2 separate regions of the Sus scrofa genome follow, and region 2 is linked to region 1. The links are chromatin contacts, called in public HiChIP or PLAC-seq maps. All regions are on one chromosome and are shown on one strand. Each heading gives the region's core, a stretch centred on a gene start, on an enhancer-like site or on the middle of the called end of the contact. The rest is flanking DNA. Distances are from core to core; before and after follow the strand shown.

Region 1 (4,406 bases), core at 1,802-4,301:
GGCAGCAAGCTTTCTGTGACTGTTAGTGATTCTGAATGAATGAGGGCACGTCAACTGCTTTGTCACAATGTATTCAGACCCTTTAGCCTCTTTGTCCAAATCCAAACTTAGATGCTTTTCTCTGGAGCCAGATTCTCTGTTCCAGGAACTTAAATATGTCTCACATTAGTGGGACACATGGAAAGAGGAGAAGCTGGGGACTCTGAGGCCTAAATGCTGGAGGTCAATGTTCATCAGAGGCCCCTGGAGTCCTTGCAAAGGCAGACTGCAAGCAGGGGCGGGTTTGCAGTGGGTAACAGATATGTGTGGGTGGGTGGGTGAGAAGGGCTTGGGGACTTGCTCATCTAGAACTAATGAGAGCCTGACGCAGAGGCAGCCCCTGCCCGCCGGACTGCAGCCTCCTACCTTACAAAAGCCACATCTGGAGAGACACTGGGAACCAGAGCCAGGCTGCCCCCACAACTGGCAATGCACGATGGATCCCCTTTTAGCCAATGAGGAGCGTGCCCTCTCCAACCCAATTAACTGCAGGCTCATAACTCCTAAGATGAGAATGAGGCCAGACCCAGACAGAGGAAGACCAAAGCCCCACAGCTGTGGCTAGGGGTCTGGGCTTGAGACGCGTCTTTAGAAGACCAGTGCTATGCTGTTGGCTGAGACCTGCAGAAGTCAAGGCTGGAGCAGATTTGGTCATGGACACAGAAGGGGAACTGTGAACCCAGCCCCCCTTCCAGATGTTAAACCAACAGGGCTGATGTGGGAAAGGGCTGGCAGAAAGGAGCTGCAGGAGTTTGGAAGAGCAGGTAACTTGGAACTGGATGGTTGGCAGCCTTGGAGACCAGGCTAAGTGACCTGGCCTTTACTGGGGGGGGAGGGGAGTGGGGGCTAAAATCATTGACTCCTAGCTGTCAAGCCCATATTCAGGTGTTTACTCAATTGTCTCACCAAACTGTATAACCATCGGATCATGGTGGCAGGGGTGGGTGGCTGCCCAGACTCCCCCTGGGAACCAAGACCCCAGGCCCCAACTTCAAGGGGGGATTGGGAGCTCTCAGAACCACTCTCAGCAGAGGTGAACCCCCTCTCCCAAGGTCAAGCCCTGGAGAGCCAGAAACCAATGATGGGTGGATTGTGGGAATATAAAAGCTCAGCGCCCTAGCCTCTGTTTAGGCAGTTCTGGAAAGCCACCCAGCTCCAGAGCATTCCTGCAGGTCGGCTGAGACCTCTGTGTGGCGACGCCACAGCCCTCTGTCTTCTGCCTCTGCCCCTTCTTGCTGCCCTCACTCCTCACCAGGATCTGACACTGAGAGCCCTCCTCCATCCACACCCTGCAAACTGGAACATTCTCCACTTTCCTGTTGTCAGATTCAGCAAATAAAAATGCAGGAAACCCACTTAAATTTGAATTTCAGTTAAACAAAGAACACTTTTCAAAGTATAAGTATATCCCAAATATGGCATGGGATATACTTACTTACGAAAAAGAAATCCTTCCTTTATCTGAAAGTCAAATTTAACTGGGCTTCCTGTATTTGATCTGGCAACCCTGCTCCATCTCTGAGTCCTTTCTTGGGCAAATCTGACCCATAACAAAGCCCATGAAGTGGTATGTTATTGTGCCTTTTTAGAAACAAAACTGAGCCTGAAAGGAGTCACAGTCACATCCCTGACCCTGGTTATTACCGGAGGGTGAAACCACAAAAGCAGGGGCCCTGGGAGCTGGAGCCGATGAATCTGTGGCATGGGGGTGCAGAAGCTCCTCAGCCCCGCCTCCAACTGGGCCAAGCTCTGGAGGTGATGGTTCCTCCCCGGGTTTTCCAGCAAGCCTCCCCGGGCAGAGCTGAACAACCCGGGAAGAACATTTTAATCAGCCGCCCTGTCTCTGCCTCTCTTGGCCTTTGCTTTCATTGTCAGAGTCTGTGTCAATAGCTGGAAATCCAGGCAGCAGCACAAGCTGACTGCCCGCTCCTTCCTAAGTAGAAATCTCACAAAGGGCAGGGCTCCCCTCTTTACAAGGAAAACAAACAGGTCTCCAGGCTCCCAGGGGGTGGGGGTGGGCTTGGGGGAGGGGCTGTGGGCAGGCAGCTGGCTCAGCCCTGCCCAGGTTCTAACCCTTTCCAGCTTCTGGCAGGTCAGACTGTGGGGAGGGCAAGCTTGCAGATCGCCCCTCTCCTGGAGGGTGAGGCTGGCTCGCTCACCTGGGCCCTGGCAATTCCACTCCATCCCTTCTCAGGAGCCAGCAGGACCTCTAAAGCAAATCGGATCTGCCACTCCCCTGCTCTCGAAACCACCCCGACCCCCACCCCATTAGCCTCTGGGTTTGCCTGTGTTCCCTCTGCTGGAATGCTCTTTCTTTTCCATTTGAGCTCATGGAATCCCACCTGCTTTTCAAGGCCCTTTCTTCACTGCCCTCTACCCTTGGTCAGAATGAGTCGCTCCCCTCTGGGCTCCATGGCATCCTTATTTGTGTCTGATGCCCTCACCCCAGGGTGCCCTGCCCTGTGGTTAGCTGGGCCTGTGTGGGTCTCTGCCTCCAGGCTGTGGGCATCACCTGACCTTTGCCCAGCGATGTCCGGTGCATGAGGTCGTTTTCCCATTCCTGCTCCCTTGCAGCTCTCTTGGATAGATACCACAGTCCCCATTCGAAAGATGGCCCACTAGAGGCCTAGAAGGTTTCCTGGAGTGCCCGTGGCCTGCTAGCTAATAACTGCAGAACGGGGCTCAACTACCCAGATCTCTTGGTCAGATGCCAGTGCTATTTCCCCCAAAGGCTGGACTTGTGATCTTATATGCAAACCACACCTAGCCCTGTGGGTAATCACGCAGTAGGGGCTCGTTAAATGCTGAATTAAATGCAGCGAAGCAGAGATTTTGCAGACATATCAAGGAGGGGGGCATTTGGAGGTGTCTCGTGGCTTCCAATAACGCTGAGAGAAGCCGCTTCCTCTGCTCTTTCTCCCCACACCCCTGCCTGCCCAGCTCCCAGTAGACTGTGGGGTGGCTAGGGCAGGAGTTCCACTTCCCGTTCTGCACCCTTCCTCTTTAACTGGAATGTGGGGCCGGGTGACTGGGAGGTGAGCCTCTGGGGCGTGGCGTAGGAAGCTACCATCACCATGCCATGGATGGTAACGCCAAGCGGAACTGGGACTGGGGCCCTTGCGGGCCAGGGAAGGGGTGTGTGCAGGTGCTTTCCACTTCTGGGGTGGCCCCAGCATCACCAGCCTACCTGGGAAAGAAGCAGACCTGGAATCTCCCACCTCCCACGGACCATTCGCAAGGCTGCCTTTGAGGATAGGGCCTGGGGGATTTTCCCCCAAACAAAAGCTCCATCAGGACATCAATCATGAGGGTGCCCCCTTCCAAGTAGATCCCAAGGCCCACCTCTTGGGACCCCGTCCACTGCCATCTCTGCCTCTTCCGGGCTCAGGTGGAGTCAGGGGTGCAGGAGGAGGGAAGGTGTACCAGGCAAAAGAGCAGTGTGGATCAAGTCCTAGAGGCTCAAGGAAGAGTAGGAGCAGATGGTGCCTTAGCTGAGGACATGGGTGGAGGCTGTGGGCGAGGCTGCAGAGGCAGAAGAGGTAGGATGCCGGGAGCCTGGCATGCCATGCCAGGGAGTTTGGGAGTCCTCCTGAGGACAGATGGAAGCCACGGGATGCCCATCACGGGGGAGGGGCCATGATTTGGTTGACAATTTAGAATGATCCCTCTAGAAGCCACAGAAGGATGGGCAGAGGGAGGGAGGAGAGCAAGACAGCGGCAGTCCAGCCCAGGACTGATTTTTCTGGGGCCACTCAAAGTAGAGGGAAGAATTGGCTGGTGGGGTCTGGCCTCACAGAGCATAAATCCTTGGAAAGTGGCTTATCTGAGCTCACACACCTGGGAGACTTTGGGCAAGTCACTTAACCTCTCAGAGTCTCGATTTGTTCTTCTGTGAGGATACCTAGCTCCCAGGGAGATCCCGAAGTTGAAAAAAAAGGTGATAACATCTGAGAGGGTCCGGGGGCACATAGGGATATGACTGTACTTGACTGGGGGAGACCGAAGATGAAAACGGCATAGTCTACAATTGCCCGGTTTGGAACAAGGACTCTGGGGCCGGTGCTGCTGGGTTTGAACACTGGCTCCACTACTTAGTGGTATGCAGTTTGGGTCTAGCCACTTCCTTTCTCTGAGCTTCCTCTTTAGCTTCTGCATAATGGGTATGATAATATCTGCCCCACAAGGGTCTGTGGCAGGGTCATATGAGATGATTGTCAGTTCTTGGGACACTTCAAGCATTCCAAAGATGGGAACGGTTGTCACCGTCATCAGTACTATCGTCATCCTGAGGGAACTAGAATCAAAAATATTTTTTCTTTTGATATTCGTTATCAACATGCTGTATAGGCAGCAAATAATTATTTTAA
Region 2 (4,593 bases), core at 1,125-3,624, 140 kb after region 1:
CCCTTCCTCTGGGATTTGGTATTGCTGGGGGACGAAGCATGATCCCCCCACCCAGGGCAGTCTCTCCCATGGGCCCAGGGCCCAGGGCCCAGGGGAGCCACCTTGCTTTGAGATCAGGTGGTTGTAAATCTGGACCGCAGGTCTCTTGGGTGGAGGAGGGCTTAGGCTGTTGAGGGGCTTGTGGGAGGTGACAGGACCTCAGCTCAGCTCTGCCCCGAAGCCTGCACTGAGGTCTGTCTGGACCCTGGGTGTGGACAGGATGGGAGCTCCAGGATACAGGGGAGTCCATCTGGGGGGATGGGGCTGGGAGCACATAGAGGAGAAACATTGCTGCTGCTCTGGCAAGGTCAGGGCTCTCTTTCTACATAATTTGTGTGTGTCTGGGGTGGCCTTGGGTGCGCTGGCGGAGAGATGGGGAAGATGGGTGTGGCGCTGGCTGTAGCCCCACCACCTGGAATACCCTTGAGTGAAGAGGTTCCTGAAGGAAAACTGTCCCTACAACGTGCCAGATATGAGCCAGGAGTAGCTCGCTGGGCTCCCCTGAACGTGGGCTCCTGGCTACACAGGGAGACAGACGAAGGTAGCATTGTGAGCACGGCAAGGACAGAACAGGGCAGAGTTCGTCCACTGACTGGGAACTTAATCAAGGTGTGTTGAAGGAACAAAGGGTTGACTGGCTGAATGAGTGAGCAAGATGCTACCTCTCTGAGCCCCAGTCTTCTCATCTGTGAAACAGAAGCTGGGCTTGGAAAATCCAGCCTAAAGTGGTCCCTTGTGCAGTCCTTCTCCCCACCTTTGCTCACAGGATCACTCTGGAGGTGTCCTCCCCTCTCTGCACCGGAATCCCCCGTACCCTAAGCCATCCTCCAAGTCACCCCTGCCAGCGCGATTTGGTACTTAGCTGGGTACTGCTCTGGACCCAGAGGACTTTGAAGCCTGTGTCTTGGGTCCTTGCTTCCCTGCTGAGGGAAGGGGATGCATTGCGGACATTTTTTTTTCCCTTGCTCTATTGTGGAACTCTGCAAATAGGGGTGGATTGACTGGCTTTTAAAACCCCAAACCAGGAGTTCCCATTGTGGCACAGTGGAAACGAATCCAACTAGGAACCATGAGGTTGTGGGTTCAATCCCTGGCCCTGCTCAGTGGGTTAAGGATCAGGCATTGCCGTGAGTTGTGGTGTAGGTTGCAGATGCAGCTCGGATCCCCCATTGCTGTGGCTGTGGTGTAGACCGGCAGCTGTAGCTCCGATTAGACCCCTAGCCTGGGAACCTCCATGTGCTGCGGGTGCGGCTCTAAAAAAAGACATAAGACAAAAATAAATATAAAATAAAACAAAACCCCAAACTGCTCAAGCCTCTAAGGAATGAAGCGTGGGTATCAAAGACCCCCTCAATTCCACTCACTGGAGACAGGGATGGTTTGGGGGAGGGCTCAGAGCTGGAGTCAGAGAGGCTGGGCTGGGTTGGGCTGAAGCCAGCAGCCCCACCTTCCCACCCATTCCGGTCCCTCCACGCGCTGGCCTCCAAGGGACACCAAGTAAACACAACAGCAAGTGTCCGAGGCTGTGAGTACAAGCTAATTAATTCACCAGAGGGAAGGAAGGCTATAAATAAATGATGGGAGTGGAGGGGATGGGAGGGGGCAAGTTTATCCACCAGCCGGTTTCACAGAGTCTCTGCTCTGGCAATACAGGTTAATGAGCACAGGCCTCCTTGCCAAGATAATAGCGACTAAAAATAAAAAAAGAGAAACGAGTCACCCTCCCTGGTGAATCAGACGCCTCAGATTGTAATTTCCATGCTGATACTGTAATTTTCCTGTTCCTCTTGCTCCCCTGGGGCTGATGAAAACGGAACCCCTTCCCCCCAAAGGAGGGACAGACCCTATTCTGGTTTATTCTCCCCCACCCCCGCCCCCCGCCCAGGAAGGAGGGGTGGGTAGGCTGGGAGTGGGAAGGCAAAGGGAACCCAAGCCCAGCCCTGGGTGGCCAGCCAAGAGGCTGAAGACAAGTGGCCATCTGCTGAGCGGAGGAAAAATGAAGTTTGGACTTGTCCAATGACCCGACCCAAGTTGTACCCAGCGGCAGGGGCGGGGGGGGAAAGGGGCGGCACTGGGGGGGGCCGTGTGACAGCTATAACTCTGTCTCTCATGTCTCCAGATCCAAGTCACACTCTGGTCTACCTCCTTCCTCCCTCAGATGGGGAAACTGAGGCACAGGGACAGAAAGGGACTTGTCAAGAGCCTCCCAGGGGAACAATGGCAGGGGTCTCAGAGAGTGGGGAGCCCAACGTGGGACTCCTCAGCCAGTGCTGTCATCTGCTCACCACTTCCTATTGTGGTCATGAACTTGTCCTCCTGAATCCTTCCCAGGCCCATGTCTGCCTCACCCTGACTCTACATCCCACCTCCCCGACCTGCCTTTCCAGGGAGCTTGTGAAATACCACCCCCCTATTCCCAACTCTCTTCTGGGCCACCAGAGCAGCAGATGCAGATGGCCAGAAGGTTCTTGTCGCACACCCCAGTCGGTGGAGGTCACCCTTGCTGGGGACAGGTGCAGGAAAGCTTCTCTATACAGCGCCTTCGTGTAAACTGAAAAAAGGCGCCCCCTGTCTGCAGATACAGCCCAGGTGGGGCTTTAGGCTTGGCTAGTGGACCCAGGGTGGGTTTCAGGTCCATTTGCCCCTGTACCACACCCCCATTCTTGTCAGGGTGACTTTGAGCAGTGTACACCCCGCATAATCTTCTCCGATGGCCCCGCCTCTGTCTTCCTGGAGTTCAGCCAAGCTCCCCCAAACTCTCCAGGACAGTAGAACTTTCCTGACAGTAGAAAGCTAAATGTGGCTCTCCCTTCCTCCCTCCCCTAACCTCAGCCCCCTCCCCCTGGCAGATGCTGGGAAAGGAAAAAGACTGAAATAAACACGAATCACATCAACTCTTTCCTAGAGAAGACAATGGAGCTTGGGGACCTGGCCCCTGGGTGGCAAAGAAACCGGCCTTGGGAAGTGAACACAGAAACAGCCACAGCAAGAAGGGCAGCTTCATTCCAGACTCCAGCCAGCTGACCCGGGTCAGGACCTGCCCCTGCACATGAGGATTTGTTTTGTCCCATGGGCCCTGTGTCTTGGTAGCATTTGTGGGAGGAGAGAGGCCTTGCTCTGGACCACAGGCATGGGAGGTGGGCAGGGGGAGGGTGTGCCACCTGCCTTCTTGGGCACTGGGGATGCCCATGGGTGACTCCCTGGGCACCATGACAGGCCAGCCCAGGACAACAGGGTGCCCGTTCTACCACACTCTCATTCCATGGCATTTTGGTGGCAGATGTCAAGCACAGATTAAAAACCAGTCCATCTTGCTATTATTACCCCTAATTACTCACTCACTAGCTGAAGGCTCCCTGCAGAGGAAACTAGCTCCATCTCAGACCCTGGGCCTCATGGGCCTGTGGAGAAATTCCTTTTTCTGTACTTTTGTGCTTTCTTCAATCCCCTGCAGCAAAACTGCTTTCCTCCAGCCCACCCAAGGTTATGGGCGCACTCGTGTGTGCGCACATCCCCTCCCACCCCATCCCTTCAGCATCCTTGCTGCTTCCTGGGCCCTGGCTCTCAGGAGTGAGGCTAAGGTTGGGCCTGGCTCCACCCACACAGCCTCCACCTCAGCTCCCACCACTTCATCTGGGGCAACGGCCCCCTTGGGGGCTTCCTTGCTGCCCATGTCTGCTGGTCTTACCAGCAAAGCAGAGGGCCAAGGGCCGTGAATTGACTCTCCTTTCACATTCCCTCCCCTCTCAGGAATGGGAGCAGTGGACAGGTTGTGGGGAGCTGGTGAGGTGGGGGAGGACAGTGAGGGGTGCACTGAGGAACCGAGGAACAGGGCAGCTCCGATGGAGGCCCACATGGGGCTCTGGCATAGGTCCAGCACCCCCTGTTGAGAATCCCTGCATAGTGGTACCCACAGCCCTGGTCCTCATCACCCAAACCGCAGATGCATGGGCATCCACGCCCATCCTCTTCTCCCTGTCTCCACCACAGACGTCCCCTTGCTCAGCCTGGACCTGTCCCTCCTCAGACCCCGTTCAACCCACTAGCTCCTCATCTACTGTGTCCTCAACCTCACTCCTGGGCCCTGGCCCACAGCCTCTCCTGTCTTGAAAACATCTCCTTCTTGACCTGCTGGCCTCTTTCAGCCATTGCCCCGCCCTGGCCCTTCTTTCACAGCCAATCCTCTTAACCAGGGGTGTCTGTACAAGCGTTTCCCACTTCCTCCCCTCCCACGTCCCTCAGTCTGACTTCGGCCCCTCCATGCCCCAGAGGCTGGCCTTTCACGGCCACCTCTGACCTCTTTGTTGCTAAATCTAGTGGACACTTTTAACTCCACATCCCACAAGGTCTGTGGACAGGACCTGACGCTGCTGACCACTTCCTCTTCCTAACACACTCGCCTTGGCTGCCGGACACCACAGTCTCCCCGCTTTCCCCACCTTCTGACGCTGGTGGATCCGCTGGACCTCAGGCCCGACATCCTCTTCCTCAGGCACAGTGGTGTGGCTCAGAGGTCTGCTCTCTGCTGCCCTCCCTCCCGTGCTCCCATATCTC

The links. HiChIP or PLAC-seq counts read pairs in DNA pulled down with a chosen protein or histone mark.
Region 2: a contact with region 1 is called in an H3K27ac HiChIP or PLAC-seq map of alveolar macrophages. The contact joins two enhancer-like sites. A contact is called at or near these places in 4 of 47 Hi-C or Micro-C datasets (heart right ventricle, liver and skeletal muscle) and 1 of 2 datasets of contacts at active chromatin or transcription factors (alveolar macrophages).

Annotation. Positions count from the first base shown.
Region 1 is chr1:167,867,795-167,872,200 of Sscrofa11.1, forward strand. No RefSeq gene overlaps it. Among named protein-coding and RNA genes, the nearest start is that of TLE3, 14 kb to the left of the region's middle. Within about 2 kb of position 3,052, at least 40 of the 83 cell types and tissues checked have an H3K27ac peak or open chromatin away from gene starts, as enhancers often do. A contact at or near this core is called in alveolar macrophages, where this site is marked.
Region 2 is chr1:168,012,482-168,017,074 of Sscrofa11.1, forward strand. No RefSeq gene overlaps it. Among named protein-coding and RNA genes, the nearest start is that of TLE3, 160 kb to the left of the region's middle. Within about 2 kb of position 2,375, at least 11 of the 83 cell types and tissues checked have an H3K27ac peak or open chromatin away from gene starts, as enhancers often do. A contact at or near this core is called in alveolar macrophages, where this site is marked.